Regions from separate parts of the Mus musculus genome. Here all the other regions are linked to region 3. The links are chromatin contacts, called in public Hi-C and promoter capture Hi-C maps. All regions are on one chromosome and are shown on one strand. Each heading gives the region's core, a stretch centred on a gene start, on an enhancer-like site or on the middle of the called end of the contact. The rest is flanking DNA. Distances are from core to core; before and after follow the strand shown.

Region 1 (4,199 bases), core at 1,698-4,197, 2.2 Mb after region 3:
CCTGCTGTGGTCGGGGAGAACTGCGGCCCACTCACTCGCGACCTTTTTCTACCTTTAACAACACACGTGAGAAAGTTATTCGAGTTGTTACTTTCCCCCCCTAGTAACCCTCCTCATCTTAAGAAAAAAAAAAAAAGACAGAAAGAAAATAGAAAAAAGAAAACTGGTCTGACCCCACCCCCCTTTTTCTGATTGGGAAGCCAACCTTTTGTTGGCCTAGCTGGCCAATGGGGAGGAGAGCAAAAATCTTCTGCGGTGCCAGGAGGGTTGGGAATCCGGCGGTGGAGGGAGGAGGTGGGCCAGCTGAGTCCCTCCACACACCCTCCAAAATCCCAGGGCCCAGGCCCCCAACTTTGCTGGTGCCCTGCAGGGACAGGGGCCCCTCCTGTGCCAGCTCAGTCTATCTCCCCTACCAAACCACAGTCTCTCTCTCTTTCTCTCTCTCTCTCTCCTCGTTTAAATAAAAGAACTTCAAGAGTTGAAATATATATATTTAGATATTTTTCTCTTAAATAACATATTTACATCTAATAGAAAATAGAACTCTAGAGATAATTTTCCAGCCAGAACTGAGGACGGAGGAATGAAAGGGAAGAGGGGTGTGAAGAAGGACAGGACCAGCCAGAGGCCACAGTCACCCAGAAATAAAAAGCACTAAGCCATTTGAGCTCACTCTCCCCTGCACTGGTCCTGGGCTCCCACCCCGGCAATTCATCTTTTTTCCTTAAAGAATCCTTGGTCCGTGTTGCTCTCCTTAATGGTGACGGTCAAAAAGTTTGAGGTCACATCTGTAACGACCACTTTCTCCAGGTTAGTCAGAGAGGGGCTCCAGGACTCTTCCTCTGGGTCCCCCAGGATCCTGGCCACTGGGATCCTGGCGATGAGGGAGGGCCTTCCCCCTTGCGCCCCCATGTCCCGATACAGGCTTCCCACTGAGGCTGGGGTGCCTGAACTATGTCGAACCCTGGCACCACCAGGGTCCAGGGCACCTTGGCCTTTGGCCTCCAGGAAAGCAGCCCTGTGCTTTATTACCCTGGCTGGAAAGGTGTCCACAGCCAACTTGCTCGAGGCCTCTGCTGAGCTAGGACTGGTCACACCATATTGCACCAGGTCTGAGTCCTGCCTTCGAGCAAGCTGGATCACACTGTGGCCAGCTGGGAACTTTCCTGTCCCAGAAGAGGTCTCATCCAGCTTCCTGCCTTTCAGGTACTCTCCAAGGCCGGCACTGGGCTCTCCCAAAGGTCTCTGTGAAGGGTCCAGGGGCTCCTTCCTGGGTTTCGGTCCTCGTTTCTTGGAGCTGTCCCCCGGTGAGCTGGGCTTGTCGTCTACACGGCTGGTACCCCTGTCCCTCTCTCGGTCCCGGTCCCGAGGTGGGTCTGCCCTGCAGGTACTGGTGCTGCTCCCTGGTGGGGGTAGCCCCGTGTTCCGCAGGCCCTCTCGGGCCCTGGAAGTAGACGCCAAATCCTGGGGTGAGCGGCCTGGGTAAGGGATCCGGATGCCTCTGGTAGAGTCACTTCTGAATTCATAGGTTTTGGCCTTTGCCTTGGCCTGGGCCTGCAGAAGGAAGTTGTTGTGAGGAGAAAAAAGCCCCGCCCCCGCCCACCCCACCCCCCCACGACCTCTAGCCTTGACTGCCCAACTTTCCCTGGATGCCTGGGAAATTCTAATTGAGTGGGGAGGTGGGCTCTTAGTAATAGTCTGGGGGAGGGGAATGAGGGTTTGTCTGGAAGAAGCCATTTGCAACCAACAGACTCCTTGTGTAACAGAGGTCTACTTGGGATGGCTGGAGGGGGGGTGGGAATGAAGGCCTTCTGGTGCAGCTAAGTCCTGCCTCTAGAACTCCGTGATGGGGCCTCTGACAGAAGTCCAGATTACAAATACACACAAGGCAAGGGCACCCATTGATTTACAAGCCCTGCAGATCCTCCCTGAACGGCACACTCCACCTCTGGAGATCGCAACATACCTTGAGAAGGAAGGTTTTAGGCTTGGGTCCTCGCTTTTTGGGGCCATAGAGCTCCATCTCCCGTTCCCTAAAGAAAGAAAAGAGAGAGAAGGGGGTGTGTCCTGGCTGCACCGAAGTCAGCGTGTATGGGTTCTAGTGAGTGGCTAGGCTAAGGGTCTGTACCTTTCCTCAAAGGCTGCAAGGAGGCGAGCATCCAGAATATTTTCTTCGGGCTCCCACGTGCTGTACCTAAAGGAAACCAGGAAGAATGGAGCATCAGTCCCTGGAGCAGGAGAGAGAGGACAGAGTGGAGGGCGTGTATGTGTGTGCAACTTTTCCGGCTGCCTTGTGTTGTATTTCAATGTGAAGGGGAAAAGAGGAAGAAAGAACCCTCCTCGATATCAGTGTGGGGTAGCGATTGCATATAACCTACTTACTTCTGCGACCAGCCCTTCCATTTCACGAGATATTCCATGCGTCCCTGCAGATGCAAAAGGGAAAATGCTTGTGTATGTGTGTGCGTGGGGAGAAATGCATGACGAGGACACAAGAAATACACACGAAAATGCATGCACCAAATGAATGCTCCAAACACTACCGCCAAAGGAACCAGTCCACTGCAGCACCCCTGCAGAAACGCTGCACAAAGTGCATGCACCGGCATTCATCCCCCACCCCACCCCCCATCCATGCAATCTGTGCAGGGCTGCAAGTCTAAGGAGAGCGCTGGGGCTGAGCCGCCGCCGCCGCCGCCACGGCCGCGGCCGCTGCTGGGACCTGGGGGAAGGGAGGCTGGGCTGCAGCAAGGGGAGGGAGCCTGGGCCCTGGTGAGGGAGAGTTCGCGTCGCCGCCCGCCTTCCCCTTCACCTACTTTGCGAATGCGCCGCTTCAGGAGGGCTTCGGCCGCGAACACCCGCTCCCCCACCGCCGAGAGCTCCATGTTGACTCGCCGCTTCCCCCCTCAGCCGCTTCCAGGAGCAGAAAAGCAGCAGCCAGCCCTCGACAGCCCATAATACTCTCCCGCTGACGTCAGTTCTCCTCCCTCCCCCGCGCACTCTCCCTCCCTCCACCCCCTCCCAGCGCTTCCTCCCGCCCCACGTGTTGCTAACGACGTTGCTAAAGCCAAGCGTCCTGGGCCCGTTCTGCGGGCGCTGATTGGACTAGCGCCCGGCCACGCCCCTCTCCCCGTCTCCCCTGCGTTGCTACGTGACCCGCGTTCCAATAGCCAGGAGGCGGGGTCTCTGTCCACTCCAGAGACCCAGAGGGAGGGGGAGCGAGCCGTCAGCGGAAGTGACGCCAAGCGGGGCGGGCCCGGCTGCTGTCAGTCTGCACGGCTGGACAGGGGGGCCGCTGCCCTAGGCTCCCGCCCCTGGCCCCCCTGCCTGATTGCCCAGCGTTTCCCCGGGTGCGTGGCTTGCCCCGCCGAGCTATTAGGGCTCCCTGCGTAGGTGCCAGCCAGGCGCTGCCCCTCTGCAGACCCAGGCCCTCCCCACCTGCCCATGCCCTAGCTGGCGCCATCCTGGTCGCCAGCCGCCGTTGATGCACAATGCACAGGTGCTGGGGCGCATCGAGCCGCGCCCGAACCCCCGGACCTACGTCGCTTGCGCCGAACCTACTAATTCCCTGACCCCTCCCTTGCGGCCGCGCACCCTGGGTCTCCATGGCAACGCCCCCTCCTCCCTTCTTCACCAGTCCCATCCAGCTAACAAATCAATGAGCCTGCTCTTGGTCTCCAGTCGCATAGCGCTGCCCGCGTCCACCCTCCGGGTCCTGCGAGCTGGCGTGGGCGCTTCTCCGGGCTCAGAAGCCCAAAGCAGACTGGCACAAGCCAGTGTTTACCGCCTGAATCCATCCTGAAGCGAGACCCTGCAGGAGGGGTCGCGAGCCTCCTCTTCCCACCCTCATTGTCCCCAAGTCTCAGCTGCCCTGCCCCAGCCTCTATTCCTGACCCAGCCTGCAGTTTCCGTCCAATCCACTCCTCAGTCCTGAGAGAAGTCAACCCTGACCACATCTGTCCCGGCCTGGGTGGGTTTAAGGAGCCTATGACCATCGAGGCAGAGCCTAGAGCCTGGCTAGCTCTGGAGGCGCCGCGGCTCTGCTCCAGACCTGGGTGCAGAGCTAGTGCACTTTCTGTCTCGGGCTCTTCTAGACGACGTAAGCGTAAGCGGGGGATTCCCGACAAACATCAGTATGGACTTTGAGGGGTGTGGCGGTATCTAGTGCGGCCTGGAAGAGACACCCCCACCCCCACCCC
Region 2 (4,087 bases), core at 858-3,357, 2.2 Mb after region 3:
CGTTCGGGGCGGTTTCACAATGCCAGCTCCTTCAGAGCTGCCCCGCGAGGTGCCCGTGCCAAGCCAGCAGTGGCTGCAGAAAGCAACACCTAGGCTCTGGGGGTGGGGCTCCAAGGTTGCCAAGGGAGGGGGTCACGGAAATTCAGGTACAGTATTCCTAGGCAGATCCAGGGTCATCCCCACGTAGTCTTCCAGCAGTTTCCCAAAACACAAGCCTACCTTCCCCAGCCCTACCCTGCCCCCACTCCCAAGCTGCAGCAACCGCCAAGGACGTTGGTTAGAGAAGCCCAGGCCGCAGCCTTGCCCATCCGGATTTGTTGGGGGTGGGGCTCCTGCCTGCCCCCTCCCACCCCTTCCCCTTTTCCCACTGCTGCAAGCAGTCATCCATCCCCTATGGCCCACCTATGTATGGCCAGGGCAGCAGGCTGCTCACCTGTTCTGGAAGGCGATCAGCAGCCGGGGATCCAAGATGTTCTCCTCTGGTTCCCACGTGTTATATCTTGCAAGTGAAAAAGGAACGGGGCGGGGAGGGGGGGCAGAGTGTAAGAAAAAAAAAAGGCCAGGTTGGGAATGACATAAGGCCCTATGTGGCTTCCTGAATCAAAGGCTATGGATGTGGAGGGTAGACAGTAGGTTTCTTAAGGCTTAACATGGCCCTTGATTACCCCCCAAGTTAAAATACACACACAAGGGCAGGAGGAAAGGAGGGGGTGAAGAAAACGAAACTAGCAGTTTATTTTGCAGTCGTCAAGAATTTTAAGCATGTTACTGTGACGTGTTCCAAGGCCACTTTCCTCTCCAGAAACCCTCCGTGCAAAGCAGCCCAAAAGCAAAGTCGCAGTCCCCCTCCCTATCCCCAGCCCAAGTCTCCAGTAGGGCTTCAGCTGGTCTGCATTGGACCCCTAATCCGGTAACTCACAGCTCAGCGCCCCCCTCAAGGCCCAGGAGACCGCTGTCACTGGCAAGCAAACCCCAAATACTCAGCAGTACAAAAATATGCCTCTCTTTCCCTCTCCCTCTCCCTCTCCGAGTGTGTGTGTGTGTGTGTGTGTGTGTGTGTGTGTGCCTGCGCCTGTCTCCATCCGGTGCCTTCGCATTTCAAATTAAAAAAAAAATTCCCCATCGAAAGAGCTGCAGTGACAGTTCCCAACATTTTCTGTCTTTTTTCTTCCCTACCCTGCACCACCAGGAGGGAGGACGCATACAATTGCATTTTCGTCGCTTTTAAAAAAAATTTTTTTTTTTTTTTTTGGTTTTGCAATATGGAGCCGTTCGGTGGAGGGAAAGGGGAAAGGAGCCATTTTCTGCTGCACATCAGTCAGTGCCTGCGCCCTCCCTCCCTCCGCCGGCCTCCCGGGCTCGGCCCCGCGTCTCTCCAGCTCCTCCGGCTCCTTTTAGCGCATAAATTAGTGATGGCATTTCCCGGAGAGCGGAGCACAACACAGGGCGCCCGGCTCGGGCTCGGCTGCTCCGCTTCCCAGTGCCTGCCACCGACTTCCCCACCCCCTCCTCTCTCCACCCCACCTCCACCCCGCCTCCCGTCCGCTCCCCCACCACCCCACCAGCTCCACGGGTCTGCTGGCCAGGGCGCTTGGTGCCGAGGCACCCGGCCCCCGCCGCCACTTACTTGGGGGACCAGCCTCTCCATTTCACCAGATACTCCACTCTGCCCTGTAGGGGGGGAAGAGACAGCACTCCATCAGCTTCCGCGGGATCCCCGGCTCCGGCCCGCAGCCTCCCCACCCCCTCCGCGCCTCTCGCTCGCTGCTCCCGCCGCCGCTCCCGCGCCTCGGCGCCGCCACCCGCGCGCCACCCCTACCTTGCGTATCCGCTTCTTTTCGATGCTCTCCACCGCGAAGACGTGCTCGCCAACAGCTGGCAGCTCCATGGCCGAACCCGAGCGCTCAGGGGCGCAAGCGGCCGGCGCGGCTGCAGACACAGCTAGCTCCCGCCGGCGCCCCGATACGATCCTGCGCGTGGACCTCGCCACGCGCCCGGCCCCCGCCGCCGCCACTCGCCCCTCAACAGCCTGGCCGCCGCCGCCGCCGCCGCTGCCTGCACCCGCCGGCTCTCAGCTCGCGCTCGCTCGCTCGCTCGCTCGCTCAGACAACTGAGCCCGGGCCGCCGCGGCACGAGAACTCATGCAAATCCCGGACGTCAGCGGGCGGGGCCTCGCAGGGCCCAGCTCGGCGTCAGGAGGCGGGACGCGCCTCGGATTGGCGCAGCCCGGCCTACCCGAGGCCCCCGGTCTGGGCAGCAGGGAAGGAGGAGGGCGCGGGAGGAGGCTGGGGAGGAGGAGGGCGCGGGGAGGTGCAGGGGAGGGATCTGAGAGCCGGGAAAGTGAGCTGGGGCCGCGGAATAGAGGTGTCTCTGCCTAGGCGGCCAGGGTGGGCACCTCGACCGGGCCCACTCTGATCCGCAGCCGGACACTTGGGACTCTCCCGTCCCCACCCTCGGCCTCTGTTTCTGCTTGTGCAAGGCCCGGGGATCCCTGCTGGGGGCCACGGAAGCACCCGCTGCACTTTACAGTTGCTCCCAACTACATCTGTCCAGCAGAGCTCTGGAAGCACAGGGGACTTTCCGGCAGGGGGCGGAATGGAGGCGGGGGCAGTTCAGGACCCCACCCTCGGTGCCCACCGCCCCGCCCCGCCAGTCTCTGGGCATTTAGGCCGCGAGGTGGGGAGAGAAAGAGCCAGAAGACTGAGGACTTGGACAAGTGGAGGAGCACGGAGAGGCGAAGACAGGGACAAAGAAACAGCTGGCCACGGGGCATTTAGCACTCAAGAACCTCAGCAGAAAGGGGCTCTGAATCCGATGCCACCCAAGATTCTGAACGGCTTCTAATTTACACTTGGTTCACTCATTCGCGGGGAAGGGGCAGTTTCTAAGCAAGGCCTCTTGCTTAGTCTGAGATGCTGGGAGAAGAGAGAGAGAGAGAGAGAGAGAGCGAGAGAGAGAGAGGGGGAGAGAGAGAGAGAGAGAGAGAGAGAGAGAGAGAGAGAGAGAGAGAATGAATATGGGGGTGAATGAGTCTGGGGGGTCCAAGGGGACTTCGTGGGGCTTCATGGAAGAGCCTCAAAAGTAAGAGTGGGGAGGACCAAGTAGATGTTGAGGCGGAGGGTTGGTGGATGAGTGGACTGCGAGAAGGGGAGGGGAAATGGCCAAGGAGCCACAGTGTCTTCCTGAATTCCCGTCCTCTGGTCTCTGACAGCCAAGCCCTGCTGACGCGGCCTTTGGAGCCCTGGAGTGTGAAGTTTAGCACCTCGGAGCCGGCCAGCCCCGCACGTTCAGGGGTATTCAGCGCCAGCGTCCGGCTGGGGGAGCTGCTGCGCCAGACGCGGCCTTCCGAGGGCGCCACAGTGGGCCTGGGAGATCCGTGGGGTCGCAGTGGGTAGACTTGACAGAGAACATGCCATTCTAAGTGGGAGGGTAAGGGTGTGCCTTGCCTGTGGTGCGTCCGGGGCCCCAGCTCAGGGCTCCTGAAGAACGTGGAGCAGGAAGCTTGCGCAATCCCTTGGCTGAGCGTCCACAGAGACAGAAAAAGCGCAAAAGAGGAGAGTGGGTCGACGGAGGGGGAGGGCAAGGAGACGTCCGAGTCTCTGTCCCTGCTTTTATTGCGTCTCAGGGTGCCTGGTGAGGACTATGTTGTGATGACTTGCGAAGGGCCAGGTGCAGAAGTGAACCCCCAAAAGCCTGCCAGGGCTTGTGTTTTCCCAGGCATCCAGTAAAAGTCTTCAGACGGTTAGTTTGATGTTGCACACACACGCTGACTCCACGCACCTCCACTTTGCAACACTGTGGCTTCCGCTGTTGCTTAGCGGCAGCTCTCTCAGAATTTACTCCTTAGAGTGTTGAGGTGGAAGGGGTCCTCTTCTGGAGACAAGAGAGTACTCAGTGTGCAACGGCTGGTCTCTGACTATCATAAGGCCCAAATCTAAGAGTCTCCAAGGAGGGGAGAATCGCAAGATGGGATGTGGGTGACTACCGTCACCCCAACTCTTGGGGCTGGAGGGGCACTAGAAAAGGGCCACCCCTACTATATTTGGATGTTTTATACACACACACACACACACACACACACACACAC
Region 3 (3,882 bases), core at 532-3,031:
AAAACTTGCTATCAGAAATTAGTCTACACTTTGTAAGATGTTTGAAAATGAAACGTTTGGCAGTTGAGGATGTTCTTAATCAGCTACTTAGGGCCCTTTCCTTTAAAAAGAAAAATAGGACCAAACAATTTAGAGTTAAAGACACACTATCCTTTCCCCACCCGGTGCGGATCAATACCTGTAACTTTCTTTTGGGGTTCCAAAAGTTCATTGCTTCTTAATTGCAATTCCTTTGCCACATCCATTAGAGTAAGAAGTCCCAGTCAGCACAACAACAGTTGCACTGAATGTTTTTCTCTATGAGGATAGTGCATCTTTAACATTTAAAGACAAACCTGCTCCAATACACGCCCACAGAAACTGGTCCCTGGAGGATCAGCCAAATCAGTTAAAATCTGCAATACTGGCCAATATTCTTTGATAAAACAGGAGACCGCAGCTTTAAAGGGGGAAAATGCAGACGTTGGATAAAAACAGCAAGAAATAGTCATTTTCATTAATAGGTCTCAAACAGCATGAAACAGCCATTACTATCTAAGCTTTACACAATCCTCTCTGCAGACCCCTCTTCAGCATCACTCCCAAAGCTGAGTAACTTCAGAGCAGTAGTACTCTTAACACCAGGAGTCTTTATGCTAACAAGGCTCAAAAAACCTACTCCATACCCCACGGGAGTTAGGGCGTGTCTCAGATTCCCGCAGACATTACCATTTTCTTAGGAAGAAACTGCTCCCTCTTCTTCTGGAGACTTGGGTGGGCTCTTGGACCGCGACCTAGACTTGGACTCTCGCTTCGACACGGGCGGAGGGCTTCTCGATCGCGACCTGGACCTTGACCTCGAGCGGGATCTGGAGACGGAGGAGGACTTGGACTTGGATCTTCGGGCAGATCTGGACTTGGAGGTTGATCTGGAGCGCGAGCGAGTGCGGGACCGAGACTTGGAGCGGCTGTAGCGGGAGCGGCTTCGCGACCTGGACCGACTCCGGCTTCGAGATCGGCTGCGCCGGCGTCGCCGAGGGCTGCGAGTGGGACGTGAACGAAGCGACAGGGTGAGCTTGCAGGCCGCCGGTCCCGCCCCGCCCGCCCCGCCGCCATTATCTGGCTGCCAGGCGCCATTTCCCTTGCCGCGAGGCGGGGTCTCGCACGGAGTGGCCCGGCCCTGCTGCCACCCCGGCCGCGAGGGAGGGGCTGGCTCCACGTGCTCCGCGTACCTTTGTGCCCGTCCGCCTCCCGCTCCGCCCCGGGCCCCGCTCACCTGCGGCTCCGCCGCCCGTAGCCGCCGCCGCCGTACCGACGGGGTGGCGGGCCCCGGCGGCTGTGGTGCGAGTCGGGCGGGCGGCCGTAGCGCGCCATCTGCACCCGCAGCTCGCGGCCGTCGAGCACCGCCCCGTCCATGGCGTCCATGGCGTCTTCGGCGTCGCGCTTGTCGTGGAACCGGACGAAGGCGAAGCCCCGGGACTCCTTGGTGTAGCGGTCCCGCGGAATGTACACGTCGCCGACGCGCCCGTATTTCTCGAAGACGCGCCTCAGGGTGTCGGGCGAGGTGCGGTAGGTCAGGTTGTCCACCTTGAGGGAGGTCATGCCCTCCACATCGGGAGGCGGGCGGCCGTAGCTCATGGCTGCGAAGCGGCGCCGAGACCCTAACGCCCCGGACAGGCCCTCGCTCTCCGGAAACGCAGCTCCGTCAGGCGCTCGGTAGCTACAGTCCTCGTGGGTAGGGAGGGAGCCGCAAGGCCGCCGCAGAGCACCCGAACCTGACGGACGCCTGAGCAGCAACTAAGCGAGCGGGCGGGCCCCAGCGCGCATTTATACCCACCCTTACAAAATGGCGCCCGCGCCACCCGGAAATGAATCTCCTGATTGGCCCATTCGGCCGTGTTGCGTAACGTCGCCGCCGCGCGCCCCGCCCCTCCCAGGTGCGCCTGCGCACCGCGCGGCGGGCGGGCGGAAAGCGCGCAGTCACTGCGGTGGGGCGGGGGAGCAGCCAGAGAAGGCAGTTAGAAAGCCCGCCAAATGCTCTACCGTGGGTGCGTCCGCGAGAGCGCGGGGAAGGGGAAGAACGAGGCTCTATGGAGGGAGAAAGAGGAAGCGCGCCCCACCAGAGCCCCGCCCCTTCCCCACGCCAATGCCCGGGCTCCACGCGCCGTTCCGCCCAGCCTTCAGTCCCGCCTGTCAGAGCCGGTTCTTGCGCTCTCTTTTGCCTCTCTGTGTCCCGGGGCCACCTCACGTTCCCCTCTCCCGCCGCTCCTGACTGAGGCTCGCTGCCTTGGTTTCACTTCTCGGGGCCTTTGCTCTCTACGAAGGGACGGGTAGTGTAGACCTAAAGTACGCGCTAGCCACAGCGTGCGGCCGTACCCTCCCCTCCCCCCACGGGGCGCCGGGACTACATTTCCCGGCGGGCGCTGCGACCAGACTCTGGTCAGCTGACCGGTCTCGTGATCTGCTGTGAGTCAGGCCGGGAGGGCGGGCCCCAGCAGCTGCTACTGCTCGTCCTTGCCCCGGATCCCGTTCCCTGCAACTGGAGTTGCGGCGGGTAGACCCCGGGTCTCCTCTGCACTCGGTCGCGTCCCCGGAGGGTCCCGACTGTACCGGTGGGGAGAGATTTCCCTTAAACCCACGATTCCCATCCCAAGATTGGAAATCGGCAGTCTGGCTTCGTGGTTCTCTCATCTGGTTTCTTCCCTCAGGGCTGTCAGGGGGTTCGACTGGAGGAGAAGAGGTGACTGTCCTGGGCCGCTGCTGGCCTCTGAGCAAGCGGAGCCAAAATGTCCCCGGAGTCTAAAAAGCTTTTCAACATCGTTATTTTAGGAGTTGCCTTTATGTTTATGTTCACCGCCTTTCAGACTTGTGGAAATGTGGCGGTGAGTTGGAATCTGTACTCCTTCCTTTGAATGCCCGTCTGAATGCATTCCAGCTGTGACAATAAACGTTTATGTCCGCTACCACGCCAAGATTGCACCTCCTGTTTTTCAGCCTACCCTTTCTCGTTTTCTTAATTTTGTGTATCAGATATTTCGCGTTTACGTGGTGTTAAACACTTTCGTTTAATACTCAGATGCGGCTTGCAATTTGAGTATGGACCATAGTTACTTTAATTTTTGTGAATGTTAAACTCTGTATTTAGTGCTTGGGTGGCTTGTGGGTACAGTTGATTATCTGTTTCCCCATCTCGAGTATATCTTCTGCGGCAATTGAGTCGGTTTTTTTCTCCTCTCATGGTGGGCTTGGGTGAGAGGTGTGGATCATAACATTTTTTTTGAGTATTTAGACTTTCCTGCGGGGAGGGAGATGGCAAGACATTTTTGTTGATTAGTTTTATCTTCCACACAGCAAACTGTCATCAGGAGCTTAAATAGCACAGATTTTCATGGCAGTGGATATACCAGGTATTGTACTGTGTGCATGACTTTATTTTGCATGTCATAGTTCCATCCATCTCAGGAAAACCAGCAATAACATGTTGTAACTGAAGAGTAGCCATGATTGTGTCAAATCTGTCTCTCTTTTTCTGAGGTTTGAGCCACCCAGGTAGATCAGTAGATACAGACCCATACCTCCCAGAGTACGTGGATTAATCCTCAGAACCTACGTGGTGGAAGAAGAGAACCAGCTCCTGCAGGTTTTCATGTGTCTTCCACGCAGGAGAACACTCTCCTACCATACAAACATAAATTTTAAAATGTAGTAATAAAGTTACAGAGCAGGCATGGGGGTGCATGCCGTGAATCCCAAAATAAATAAGCGTGATGGTAAATTCTTTTACGATGATGACTAAAGGTCTTCTGTAGAATTAGGAGGCTTTGGGATTGAAAGCCTGGCTTCAGAACTGGGATGCTTTGCTACGTTCAGCAAGTTAGCTCTGTGACCCCAGGTTCTTTACTA

Evidence for each region. Promoter capture Hi-C pulls out the DNA fragments that hold promoters and counts their contacts. A called contact is a pair of places that touch in the nucleus more often than the background predicts.
Region 1: a promoter capture Hi-C map of pre-B cells shows a contact between it and region 3, with 3 times the contacts expected there. The contact joins the promoter of Cbx8 here to the promoter of Srsf2 in region 3. A contact is called at or near these places in 3 of 39 promoter capture datasets (embryonic stem cells, liver and pre-B cells).
Region 2: a contact with region 3 is called in a Hi-C map of B cells, with 6 read pairs. The contact joins the promoter of Cbx4 here to the promoter of Srsf2 in region 3. A contact is called at or near these places in 2 of 39 promoter capture datasets (liver and pre-B cells), 1 of 484 Hi-C or Micro-C datasets (B cells) and 1 of 115 datasets of contacts at active chromatin or transcription factors (astrocytes).

Annotation. Positions count from the first base shown.
Region 1 is chr11:119,037,966-119,042,164 of GRCm38.p6, forward strand. It overlaps Cbx8 (chromobox 8), which reads right to left and starts at 2,948. Exons shown (of 5, transcript NM_013926.1): 1 at 2,817-2,948; 2 at 2,383-2,426; 3 at 2,129-2,194; 4 at 1,967-2,033; 5 at 471-1,554. The coding sequence starts at 2,885. The coding sequence ends at 712.
Region 2 is chr11:119,084,130-119,088,216 of GRCm38.p6, forward strand. Cbx4 (chromobox 4) reads right to left here and starts at 2,108. Exons shown (of 5, transcript NM_007625.2): 1 at 1,820-2,108; 2 at 1,628-1,671; 3 at 434-499. The coding sequence starts at 1,888.
Region 3 is chr11:116,851,313-116,855,194 of GRCm38.p6, forward strand. Srsf2 (serine and arginine-rich splicing factor 2) reads right to left here and starts at 1,782. Exons shown (of 3, transcript NM_011358.2): 1 at 1,256-1,782; 2 at 709-1,019. The coding sequence starts at 1,617. The coding sequence ends at 716. It overlaps Mfsd11 (major facilitator superfamily domain containing 11), which reads left to right and starts at 2,688. Exons shown (of 13, transcript NM_178620.4): 1 at 2,688-2,861; 2 at 3,331-3,386. The coding sequence starts at 2,766.